4 separate regions of the Mus musculus genome follow, and all the other regions are linked to region 1. A link is a contact called in public ChIA-PET, HiChIP or PLAC-seq and promoter capture Hi-C data. All regions are on one chromosome and are shown on one strand. The core of a region is the stretch at or near the end of the contact, and the rest is flanking DNA. Distances in the headings are between cores, read along the strand shown. Region 1 holds the start of Slamf6 (SLAM family member 6). Region 2 holds the start of Usf1 (upstream transcription factor 1). Region 3 holds the start of Kcnj10 (potassium inwardly-rectifying channel, subfamily J, member 10). Region 4 holds the start of Pea15a (phosphoprotein enriched in astrocytes 15A).

Region 1 (3,050 bases), core at 413-2,912:
AATCACAGGCCACATTCATAAAGGGGATATGCAACCATATACCATAGAGGAAGACAGCCACCCTGGGTTTCCCCTCCAAGATGTCCATCGGCTTCAGTTGCATGTCTTACTCATATCAGACACACAACTGGCACTACAGCAAGGAGGCACAAGTTCCCATATAACCAGAGAAGAGTAATCATATACGGATTGCCGAATGGATGTTCCACCTTCGGTTGGATCATGCACTGTAGCCTGTGTCTCACACATAGCAGAGGGTCATGTGACCCCTCCTCTCAGACACAACTTTGTTTTGTTTCTCCCGGTTCAGGCACCAATTGTGACTCCCCCCCCCCCCCTGGGGAGATTTGAGCAAGTATCTCTAATCACCTCATATAGGACTGAGAACAAAACAAAGAAACAGCCCTCACAAGTCCGGATTAGTTCTTTGAGGTTACTGACAGGTGCACGGATGAGGGGTTATCTGTAGGCGTGGGGGTGGTTCAAAGGCATTTGCATACCTGACAGCCCACTCTCAGAGCACCATCAATGACCTAATACTTTTCTACTTGGACCTTCTCAAAGTTGCCACCACATCTGCATCAACATACTGGAGACCAAGCCTCCAGCATCCGAATCTTCCGAGGTCAGAACCACAGGGATTGGGGCAAAAAAAAATAACAACTGAGCCACATTATAAACGAGTAAGATCTGACAAGCATTACAGAAGATGGCACAGACAAGGTGAACATTTTCTCAAGTGCGTAGAGAGGACACGATTTAAGTCTCTCTAAAAATTTCTAAGTTAAAATCATTCAAGGTATTTCCTTTCTTTTTCAAGGTATTCTTCTCTCATATATATTACATCCCTGACAGCAGTTTCCCTCTCTCCTCCCTCCCAGTCTTTCCCCTCCCCCCTTACTTCCCCCAACACCTCCCTCAGCCCCCTCCATCCAGTTCTCTTCCTTTTCGCTCCAGAAAAGAGCAAGTCTCTCAGGGATATCAACCAAACAAGGCATATCCAGTTGCAATAAAACTAGGTACCTCCCCTCATAAGGACTAGGCAACCCAATAGGAGGAAGAGTCCCAAAATCAGGCAAGAGTCAGAGACAGCCCCCTATCCCACTGTTGGAAGTCCTACTAGAAGACCAAGCTACATAATCATTATATATATAATATATATATATATATATATATATATATATAGCACCTAGGTTAGAACCATGCAGGGTCCCTAGTTGCCACTTCAGTCTCTGTGAGCGCCCCATGAACCCAGGCTAATTGATTCTGTAGGTTTTCTTGAGGTGTCCTTGACCCCTTTGTCTCCAACAATCCTTCCTCCACCTCTTCTGCAAGATTCCCCAAGCTCCACAGGATGTTTGACTCTGGATCTCTGCATCTGTTTCCATCAGTTGCTGGGTGAAGCCTCTCTGATGACAACTGGGCTAGGCTCCTGCCTCAAGTATAGCAGATTTGTTTTGCTATGGTTGGTTTGTTTGTTTGTTTGTTTGTTTGTTTGTTTGTTGTGTCTCTGGGCTATCCAGCCTCTGCTTCATGGCTCTCCACACAGTATCAGGAGTGGGCTCCCCGTCCTGGCATAGGTCTTAAGATGGACCAGTCACTGATTGGCCACTCCCACAATTTCTGTGTCACCTTTACCCCAGCACATCTTGCTGGCAAGACAAATCATAAGTAGAAGGTTTTTGTGGCTGGGTTGGTGTCCCAGTCCCTCCACCAGAAGTCTTGCCTGGTTACAGAAGATGGCCCGTTCAAGTTCCACGTTCCCTACTGCTAAGAGTCTTAGCTTACAAAAGATATTCTTGTAAGCCAAGTGTGAAGTTAATCACGACAACCAAAGGTTTGCTAACATAGAGGAAGAGCTCTCATCAATAGGGGAACAGAAAGTCTCAGCGACAAGCTTATGAAAGAATGGCTGTCTCAAGGGCTCCAGCACCCGACTCCGCCTGTCAGAGGATGGTCTGGCTCTTTCCACTTGTCTTCTGCCTCGGCTCAGGTAAAAAACGTCTGTGGAAACTGATTGAGTCACTGAGTGAGTTCCTTCTTTGGAATGCCTTGCTCCTCTTGGTCAGGTTGACTGCCCAGTTCTCTATTCAGAGACTTAGAAAGCTCACCGTGGTCCTAGCGAACTGCTTCCCGCAGACTGCCACGGGACTGATTCAGAGCAAACACTTCGGCTGGGGGCCAAGGGGAAGGGAAGTGTTTTCTGAGATATGGAAAATGAGTCTTTGTAAGTCAGGACTGTTCGTGACCAGCGTATTGTGGTACAAAAATAAGTTTAAGCGGGAAAAAGATCTACAATTTAACTACTGTGATACTGTGCGACTTCAGGGGGCTTCATTATCTTTCCCGAGCTTCACTCTTCGCTCAGATACTGAAAACCCACCAACGCTTTCACACTGCAATTAGGAAGGGATTGACTGAGCCTGCTTCTTCTCCCTGCTATCTGGAAAGCTCTCACTGTCTTTAAGAACTCAGAGGGTGCCTATCTGGACTGAAGCGTAGTGTTCTAAAACAGGAGATCAAGCAATGGCTACTAACACAGACCTAGCCCCGAGAGAATTCATTGAAGAAAAAAAAAAAGAACCAATAGGTAGCCTAGCATTTATTTTATTCCAGAAAATGAGCTAATTATTAAACATGCATTACATTTAGATGTCCATAACGTGTTTGTGAATTTATTCTATTAATAGCTACAAGTAACTTAGACTATGGCAATTTAAATAACTTTTGAAAATTCTATTAGTCATCAGGTAGCTGAAAAAAACCAATAAAAATAAAAACAAATCACTTGACTAAAACTTTCAGTAACAAACACCTGTGTGCATGCACACACACAAACCAAGACATACTGCAGATATAGAGCTATCTAGACAAATTGACAACAGAAAGAAAAAGAAAGCAAGGTTCATTAAGTCATTTGATAAACCATTCACTAAATGACCACTGAATGCACGGCACTGTGGGCGTTTCAGGAACTAAGTCAACACAATTTCTGTTCTGCGGAATTAACGTCTTGGCAGGGAAGATAAACTATAAACAGGTAAAATGTG
Region 2 (3,050 bases), core at 390-2,889, 510 kb before region 1:
TGAATATCTCTTCACAGAAGCCTACTGTAGATGTGGGAGATATAGGACCAGATATAGAATAGCTCACCCCTGATTTGTTCCTAGATTTTTGGCTGTCTTCTGACCCTCTTTAGTTTCAGAGTAGGAGAAACATCCAAGAAGCTCTTTAAAGTCCTCAGTGTTTGCTGAAGGAAATGGGTGGCATCCTCTACCTTCAATTATTTTGCAGAAGAGGTCCTCCCATTTTAGGAAAAGGGAATGTTGGGCTGAAGAGATAGCTCAGAGGTTAAGAGCACCTACTGTTCTTCCAGAGGTCCTGAGTTCAATTCCTAGCAATCACATGATGGCTCACAACCATCTGTAACGGAATTTGATGCCTTCTACGGGTGAGTCTGAAGAGAGCAATGGTGTACTCATTCATATACATAAAATAAATAAAGAAAGAAAAGAAAAAGGAAAAGAAAAGTAGAGGGAATGTCACTCAATTTGGCTCTAGCACTGTCTCTGCACAGGCTGGGGCTACAGGCCACCATTTAGCAATGGTGGGTATTTGATAATAAAAGCTGAATTTTTTTTTTAACATTTAAACAGTGTATGTACTTTGTCTTATTAAAGTTTTGGGTGAATGGTATCACATTCCAAAGTTGCCAAAATGTATATATCTTGTTTTTTCTTATTTAGATATTCTTCCTCAGTTGTCATGGGAAACTGTAGCTAGAAAGTAGAACTGGGTTCATGGTGGTCAAGAAATGAGGAAGAGAAACCTGTATTTACATAATGTTCATCTAATGCCAGGAATTGGGCCAGATTTGTGTGCATAAAAACTTTGCTCTTGAATTTATTTAATCCACTTGATGTGAAGTTGGTATTGGTATTTCCGTTTTACAAAGAAATTGAGCTGTAGTTAAGTAAAAATGCCCATCAAAAACCTCAGAGTTAAGAAGTGTTAGTTTCTAGGTGTGGTGGCTGTCTTTAATCCTAGCACTTGGGAGTGGAGAGATCTATGTGTATTCGAGTCCAGCATAGTTTATGTAGGACTACATAGAAATACCCTATCGCAAAAAAAAAAAAAAAAAAAAAAAAGTGTCAGTTCAGAGTCTGAATGGCTTCAGAATCTGAATTCTAGCTATTGCTATTATACTTCACTATTCCAAAATCACTCTGGGTACACCCAGAATGAAGAAAATGGTAATCAAACTCGTCCCCACACGTATTTAAGAGCCTGAGGAAAAGCTATGAGGTCTTTGGAGTATTGCTGACGTTAATACAAAGGTATATACCCAGATCCACGTACACTCAGAAATGTCCCAAAGTCCACTTGGAACCCCCTCAAAGTGATGCCCTGATCCAAGATGGCGTCCCACATTGCCCTTATGAAAGATGGCGCCTAAGATTGCCGTTCCACCCTCTACTTCCTTTTACTGGAAGTAAAAGGGCTCCGCCTACCACAAGGATGGAAGTACAATTTAGTCGGGTTTTTTTTTTCCTGGTTCTTACTGAAAACAAAGGCCTCTAGCGAGGTCCCCAAGGATACCGTCTGTTTCCCTTCAGAGCCTGCGACCACTCACGTACCCACATCCGCTCTAGCGGGCATCAGATTTGAAGCGAGCGGAAGTGTGGCAGCTCGGGGGGCCGTCCGTCGGCTGGGCGGGTCGAGGGCACACTTCCGCCCCTCACCAACATGGCCGCAGGCTGGGACTGCGCATGAGCAGCTGTCTATGGAGAGACCTAGATCCAAAGACGGAGAAGGCTGCCGGGGGAAATCGGCGACTGAAGCGGCCTGGCCCGGTGAGTGCGTCGGAGCCGGCCGGAGTCCGGACGCCGGTGGATCGGCATGGCGGGGCACCTTTGCTTTGGCTGGCGTTTCCCAGGCCAGGCCACGCCTGGGCACGGAGCCTTTGTTTTGGGGGAGGGGGCCGTGCCCGGCTCTTTCTCTCCTGCTTTGTGGGCCGAGCTCGCTCCCCGCCCCGGTGTGCACACGTCCCAGCCGCCTGCGGTGGGTATCCAGCTTCGAGCCGCAGGCCCGGGAAGGTCCCCGGCGTCCTTTCCCCGTCTCTCCTCCGCGGAGCAGCTGGGGCGCAGGCGAGCTGGGCTGGGACCGGCGGGGTCACCGCGCGGGCTGCGGGGCTCGCGCCTGCCGGGTACTCAGGTCCCCAAGCGCCTACTACTAGTCGGTGGGCCTGCAGGGAGACGCGTCGTTCTCGGGCAAGGTCCGGGCGCTTGAAGTCTTTGGGAACTTGATCTGGTTTTTGTGTGTGGGTGGTGGTGGGGGGTGTTTTGTTTTTTAAATTTCTGCCTTTGCGTCTGTGCTTGGTGAGGACGTTTGCTGGGCTCTCCTTTTGAGCATGCAAAACCACAAAATCCTAGGCTGATTTCCGTATCACGTATTATTAATGCTCAGGATGCTTCCGGATATACAACCAAGGTTTGAGTAAGGAGCCTACCGCCGTTTCTGGGTAGCCTCAGAAGTTGCGCTGACAGCTGTTGGCTATACGGTTGTCTCGTGCGCCTTGCAGTCTCTTTCATAGCCTCCTCCTGCAGGCCGTGCCAGGAGCTTCAGGAGGAGCTCTTCCTCCTGTTTGAGGATGGAGACCCCCTAGGTGGTCCGTACATCCGGACGCTGCCTCCCTTTGCAGCCTTACTTTCTACGGACAGTTTCACTTTCAGTTCCCTTTTGTTATTGTTGTTAACGTTCTTCTTTGCACACGGTCTTTCCGAGGCGCATTATCCGCTAAACTAAGGTTTTTCTTTGATTAGAAAGGTTTGGAAGATCTTGCGGGTAGAGTGTTTAAAAAAAATCTTGTCCTTTCTTGTTGAGATTATTTTATTGCTTTGTCCTATGCAGCTGTTTCTTTCTGGTGGCATCTGTCTGTACAGTTCTTTGTTTTTTCCCGTTCTCTGGCTGGTTGTCAAAAGTCCTAAGGCAGGAACATTGTAGATGGATTCCTCCCCCTTTGTCTTTTCTCCTGCAGAACCCTGAGCCTGGAGGTTTTCTTTCCCCCCCTCCTCCTGAGGCTTAGTTGATTTGGAGTTGTCATGGCAACATTTTAGCAACTATGTTGCTCTACAGG
Region 3 (3,050 bases), core at 349-2,848, 420 kb after region 1:
AATCTAATTGCTTCCTGTTTCCACTCACACTCAAACCATCTTGCTCACTTCCATATTAATCCCCTCCAGCTTCTTTCTGTATTTTTTTTTTTTAATCTTCACTGCCCCAAAACTTGCAGTTGCTTTCCATTACCGATAGTCATTTCGGGCTATACTTCATGTGCCAACCAACCAATCATATATTTAGTCTGGGTCTTCCATCCTTCTTGAACAAGCCTGGATTCTAAGAACTAACCTTTAGCCAGCCCTCTCCTTGTTCAAGTAGTTCCTTGCCTACTTCTCTGTTTTTCCCTTTCTCCCTCTCTCCTTCTTCCTTCCTTCCTTCCTTCCTTCCTTCCTTCCTTCCTTCCTTCCTTCCTTCCTTCCTTCCTTCCTTCCTTCCTTCCTTTCCTTCCTCCCTTCTTCTCTCCCTCCCTCTCTTTCTCCCTCCCTCCTCCCCCCTCCCATTCTTCTTTCTGTGCTGGTGATGAATGGAACCCAAGACAAGCATTCTACCTCTCAGCTACAACACCCTCAGCCCCAAAGAGGCCTTTTCAAAAGGCACATGTATTCTTCATCTTATGCATTTTGAGAGTTTTAAGCTAAACTAAAATATATATAGTTTCCCTGCTTTCAATCCTGAATTTATATTAACACAGTAAGTAAAGCAGTCTATTGATATGTAGTTCAATGTCTGTTATGAATAAAAGTGGGACGTCTTTATTTTCTTCTTTAGTGTATGCCATGCATCAGATAGAGGGTACAAATCACTCAAAACAGATCAGATAATGAGAGTACATAGTGGATGGGAAGAGTTTGACGCTATTTCCTAAGCTGATGTGTCTGTGTTCCCACAGGACTTCACAATGGCAGTTCCTCTGTCATCAGTATTCTTTCTGCCATCTCCTTGGACCTGGGCCTCCTGCATTCCTAGAACCTACGTAGACGTTATCTCTTTCCTCGAACATTTGTGGGGAACCCCCTAAATAGTGACCCTTCCTTCTTCTTCCACAGCTTTGGATGTCTCCCACACTTTGCACCGTACTGCGGCTTATTTTTCCTTGCAGGAGAAGTTGCTGCAGATGGAGATGATGTTTGGTCCTCTTTTGCACCCCACGCCGCACTCTCTACACAGGGAACAGCGAATAACTTGGAAATTGTACAGGATGCCAGAGCCCTGTAGCCCCAGGAACCCAGGCCAAGTCTGCCACAGTCTCGGTCCCAGTCGCAGCCCGTCCTGAATTCATTTCCACCTCATTAACTGGGGCCCAGTCCCGCCCCCGCGGCCCTCGTCCTGGTTCCTCCATTCTGACACGGCCGCCTCACTTTTCTTCTTTCTCTTCCCCCCTGTCATCTTGCCAGCTCGGCTTCTATCGCTACGCGTATCGTCTCTTCATCTCTCTTTCTCCGGGACTCTGTCTGGGTCTCTGTTCTTCGAGTGTTTCTGCACCCTAGTCCGTCTGGGTTTGCGCTTCCTATCCCCTAAGCCCCGCCCCTTGCCTTGCCCAAATCTCTCCAATCCCCAGGCGCTGATCTGGCGCTCCGATCTGCCATTGGCCGGCTCCAAGCTCCCCCCTCTGCCTCCGCCCTCCCGACCCCCGCCGGGCCCCTCCATTCACACAAAGTTTGGCTTCGGCACTGCAGAGGGAGGGGGCGGCCCGGCCCGGCCCAACTCTGCCCCCGGCCGGCCCGACCCCGGCCCCGGCCCCCGGACAAACCCTTATCTGATTCCAGCTCCGGGTTTAAGAGTCTTGGCCCTGCCTGTCGCACAGCTCCGCTCGCCGCTCCTGCCCGCCCCGTCTGTTCATCTGTCCCGCTGCCCCGCGATTTATCAGAGCAGCCACTTCACCTTCGAGCCAAGGTAAGACTCTGGCCCTGATAAAGGAGTGCTGGGTCCTATCCACTTATCCATCGGATCCCCCTAACCCTTTGGTCCCTACGGAAGCTGGTTGTACCCTATCAGTACAATCCGGGTCTCCCTCCTTCAGTCTTGGCAGTTCCAAGTGGACTTTCCTGGGAAGGGCCCCTCATCAAGAGTACTTTACTCAGGTTATTCACCTCGGGTCTTCCATCTAAGAAAGGGGCTTCCATGATATCCCCTCCTCATGACACTTGGCAGACCTGCAGTTGCATGGGGCTCATCCGGTTACTAGAGTAATTAATTACCACACATAAGCCTGCACCCACCCACACAGGAATAGAGACACTGCCCCTTGCTCCCAGTAGAGATAAGTTACTCCTGATTCCAGCCCTTCCCCCTTGCAGTGACATTCACACAGTGACACTCATTGACGGTCTTCTGAGCACCAGTTTGTTTACACATGGGGAGAAAGACAAGCACTAGATTAGAAGACGCAGTCACCCTGATGTGCCTGGGACCCTCTTCATTTCCTTCTGGGTTCCCACTTTGAGACCCCCTCCCTACCGACATCCCTCAATCCTTGAAATTGCCTCACAAGGACAATCTCAGAAGAAGATGTTTCTTCTGGAGCAGGGTAGATTAGTGCCTATGAATTCATCCTTTAGGGATCCCCTCTCCCACTCTCTGTCTTGCCCCATCAGGGACTGACCAAGGGCAGTCATGTTAGGATGGAACTGATTCTAGGGAGGAGACCCGAGGCCCAGAATGGCCAGAAGGACAAACCTGGGAAAGAAAAAATTTAGGGGTAGGACTTCTGGTATCTCGGGATTTCATTTCAGTAACTGAAGTGCCCTGGGCAGACTGAGGCTGACGGAGAGAGGCGAGGGTGCACAGAAATAAAGACAGATTTGGATCCAAGGGAAGGCAAAGCTTAAAGCCTGCTTAGGTTGCGTATCGATACAAATTCTGATGAGAGGTTTCTGGCCAGAGAGCCCTTGCTGTGGTGTTTGAAATGTTTTTCTCCCTATGGGACAGGCGGCTTTAGGTAGTCCAAGAGGACAGGAGATGGTAAAAGACGCCTTGGGAGCCTCCTGTTTGGGGTTACATGGAAGGCACAGAGTGGGCATGGAGAGACTGGCGCCATGAGCCGGCAGTTACCATGAGCTCAATCGAGTTTCATCTTGAACACTTTTCCCTGATCTCCAAGGAG
Region 4 (3,050 bases), core at 304-2,803, 290 kb after region 1:
ACACCTGCCGAGCACAGGTGTCACACAAGTAGTAGGCGGCCAGGGAAGCTGGCAGCCTAGAGCTTGCTGGCGGTCTCCCCACGAGAGTGTTTAACCGCAAAGGGAAGAGCAATTAACGCTAATCGCTCCTACAGCCTGGGGGGGCCAGACGCACAACCTAGAGAAACAATATACAGCCTGGGGGGCCAAACACAGGAACCTAGAGAAACAAGGCTCCCTAACTTGAGATTCTCGTCCTCTCCAGCACCCTTCCTGTGCCTCTGGCCACCTCTTTCCTTTTCTCTGTGGCTCTCTGGTCAGCTCTCCCTGTCTTCTCACACATTCCTCTCATTCTCTCTCCCCCTGACTTGGGTTCCATCCTTGGCTGACTCATTCTTTTCACCCTCTCCCTGGCTTCTACTCCTTCCTCCATCCTTTGGCCATATTGATGTCCAGGCTCTAGCCACTCCCAGGTACCCTATGCTCTAAACTGGCAGTCAGCAACAAAGGTCACAAGAAGCCCCTCACCCAGGTAAGAGCACAGGCTCACCAGTCCTTGAGGTATTGCCCACTAAAACTGTAAAATCTGGGTGTGTTTGTGGACAGTGGTCCTTTCCACCCACTACTGAACATTCGTGTTAAGACTGATGCTGGTCAAGGAGACTCCACATGGGAGGTAACAAACGGGTTGTGGTGGGTGGGTGGATGCCTAGTGCAGGGGTGTTGTGATTTGGTTTGTATGAGAGGATGTGTGTAAGTCACATGGGTGTGTGTCACTGTGTGGTTGGCTGTCTTTTTTTTTTTCTTAAAGGTGTGTTTCTGTCCCTGTCGGTTTTGACAAGGATTGTTTTAAAAATTAGTGTCTTTATATTGGCTACATCATTCCTATGTATCCCCAGCCCCTTTCCTCTGGGCAAGCTTCCACCAATCCCACTCTCCTCAGATGCAGTAAACTGGGTGTGAGAGTACCCAGACCAGTTGCCTGCTGCCGGAGGAACTGAAGCAGGGCTGAGCTGAGCCTGGACGCCTGCAGAGGCGAGTCCGAAGCTAAAGCGAGGAGGGAGGGGCGGGAGCTGGCCTGGCTCGGCCGGCTGGGCGGGAAGCAGGCTACATCCTAATCCCCAGGCCCCGTCGGACTCCCAAACTGCTGTTCAGCACGGAATGGGCGGATGAAGCCACGCTGCCTGTGACACTCTCCAGTCTCTGGATGCATGGACAGAGAAGGACCCCATGGAGCCTGACACCGTGGACCTGTCTGAATCCTCAAGCTCCCCTATTTGTCCCCTGCGTCCGGGATCGTGACCCTCCAAACCCAGATCCCCAATCTACCTCCTCCCCACGACACATCTTCCCTCTGCCCCTCTCACCGCCTCCGGAGCTGAGAGCTCAGGGTGCGGGCACTCCCGGGTCCCCGGTTCCTAAGCAGCGTCTGGAGCCTGCTCCTTGGCTCCTGCCACCGCTGCCGCCGATCCTGCCGCCGCCGCCTCTTCCGCCCGTGGAGCAGAGCTTGAGCCCAGCACCGCCTCACCCCACCCGACTGGCCGGTGATGTCAGAGCCGGGGAGGGGCGGGGGGCGGGGAGCGGGGAGGAAAGGGGGAGGGGAAGCAGGAGGGGACAGGGACTGGGGACTGGGGTTCTGGAAGGCTCCTAGGATGGGGGCAGGACTGGGATGGAATATGGACTCTTCCCCTTAAACTGTGAGAAGATCCTCGTTTTTTTCCTAATGGGTCACTTTCCTGCCCTCTGACCTTTGGTTGGTCACGATGGCCAGGACCCCTGGAAGGCAGATCAATTTGGATTGGGGGATTTGGAAGACCTATGGCCTCTGGGTTCTCTTAGCTACTTCGCTTTGGTATTTAGAAATCCTATTTCCTAGCCTTATAGATCAGAGACTCAGTAGGAAACGGTCAAGTTTATCCACGCTAGGAATAAAAATGGGACAGGGGCAGGCAGCAACAGGGAAATCTCTTTTACTTGGCCCGGGGCCATGAGCTCTTGTGTATAATAGCAGCTGGACCCCTGAGCACCTCCTGCCTTTCCCAAATATACCCCCACACACGCACCCCCACACCCCCACACACTATGATGTAATTTTATTTTCTGGAGGAAAAAAGCCATGAGCTCAGCATGCAAATATAGACAACAAAGCCACACTTAGCTGTCTCCTAGCTCTGTCCTTCTGCCTAGGCCCAGTGTGATAATTCTCACTTCCCCTACACCTCAGGGACTTTCCTCCTCCAGAGGCTCACTCAGCCGGGCTGAAAGAGGGAGGAGGGAGGAGGGAGAATTGGAGAAGCATCCGATTTTCACCCTACCTCCATGAGGGGCGTCAGCTCAGCTCTGCAAGTGCCTGACCCTGAGAACGGCTTCAATGTTTGCACACCACCAGGAACACCCCATTTTGCCTTCAGGTCCAGCTGATCAGAGACCCTTCCAGAAGCCTAAGATGAGCCCCTTCTTCTGGGAGGAGCAGGTCCTGGTCCTGTGCCTTAGGTTTCATATATAGTTCTTCTCTTTGCTCCTCTTACCCCCAGCCCCACCCCCACCCCCCACATGGCTGCCCATTGCTCCTTTGAGGGTAACTAATATACCCTCAGAAGTTGCTTTTGTTTCTGAGTCGCTGTAGGGTCGGAATCTATCATGTTGACCCATCTTTGAGACACAGAGTGACTGTACACTTTTGCATAGACATACCACATTTACATGAGACAAATGAGGCAGAGCAAAACACAGAGAATGTGGACTTTATACTTATTCTGTTTCCATAGACAAATTAAGTCCATAAAGTTGAGGATACCAGTCTCACTTCATAGGGTTCTTCTGAGAATCAGGAATAATAAAGTTTTTAGGGACTGGTACCAGATAGGTGCAAAAAAAAAAAATCAAAGACATGTAGTCTAGTATCTTTTGATCTATATGAAGTGAATCCCATAATATTTTTATGATGTAACCTAATACCCAATTACCTATTAGTTATCCATTACATGTGATTAGGTCGATTAGATATCTGGTTTCTGCTTTATATACTTCTGTCGCTTTCCCTAAGAATACTTCCTGGATTTGACTGTGGA

The links. Promoter capture Hi-C pulls out the DNA fragments that hold promoters and counts their contacts. ChIA-PET counts read pairs in DNA pulled down with a chosen protein or histone mark. HiChIP or PLAC-seq counts read pairs in DNA pulled down with a chosen protein or histone mark.
Region 2: a promoter capture Hi-C map of pre-B cells shows a contact between it and region 1, with 2.6 times the contacts expected there. The contact joins the promoter of Usf1 here to the promoter of Slamf6 in region 1.
Region 3: a contact with region 1 is called in an H3K27ac HiChIP or PLAC-seq map of T-cell acute lymphoblastic leukemia, with 3 times the contacts expected there. The contact joins the promoter of Kcnj10 here to the promoter of Slamf6 in region 1. A contact is called at or near these places in 1 of 39 promoter capture datasets (hematopoietic stem and progenitor cells) and 1 of 115 datasets of contacts at active chromatin or transcription factors (T-cell acute lymphoblastic leukemia).
Region 4: a contact with region 1 is called in an RNA polymerase II ChIA-PET map of memory CD8 T cells, with 111 read pairs. The contact joins the promoter of Pea15a here to the promoter of Slamf6 in region 1. A contact is called at or near these places in 1 of 484 Hi-C or Micro-C datasets (B cells) and 1 of 115 datasets of contacts at active chromatin or transcription factors (memory CD8 T cells).

The regions. Positions count from the first base shown.
Region 1 is chr1:171,915,800-171,918,849 of GRCm38.p6, forward strand. Slamf6 (SLAM family member 6) reads left to right here and starts at 1,663. Exons shown (of 9, transcript NM_001347186.1): 1 at 1,663-1,993. The coding sequence starts at 1,909. The region is part of intron 1 of Gm37065 (predicted gene, 37065); the gene reads right to left.
Region 2 is chr1:171,409,674-171,412,723 of GRCm38.p6, forward strand. It overlaps Usf1 (upstream transcription factor 1), which reads left to right and starts at 1,640. Exons shown (of 10, transcript NM_001305676.1): 1 at 1,640-1,767. Arhgap30 (Rho GTPase activating protein 30) reads left to right here. Exons shown (of 12, transcript NM_001005508.2): 12 at 1-567.
Region 3 is chr1:172,339,612-172,342,661 of GRCm38.p6, forward strand. Kcnj10 (potassium inwardly-rectifying channel, subfamily J, member 10) reads left to right here and starts at 1,599. Exons shown (of 2, transcript NM_001039484.1): 1 at 1,599-1,840.
Region 4 is chr1:172,205,251-172,208,300 of GRCm38.p6, forward strand. It overlaps Pea15a (phosphoprotein enriched in astrocytes 15A), which reads right to left and starts at 1,554. Exons shown (of 4, transcript NM_011063.3): 1 at 1,347-1,554. Gm17224 (a long non-coding RNA gene) reads left to right here and starts at 1,733. Exons shown (of 5, transcript XR_865735.3): 1 at 1,733-3,050.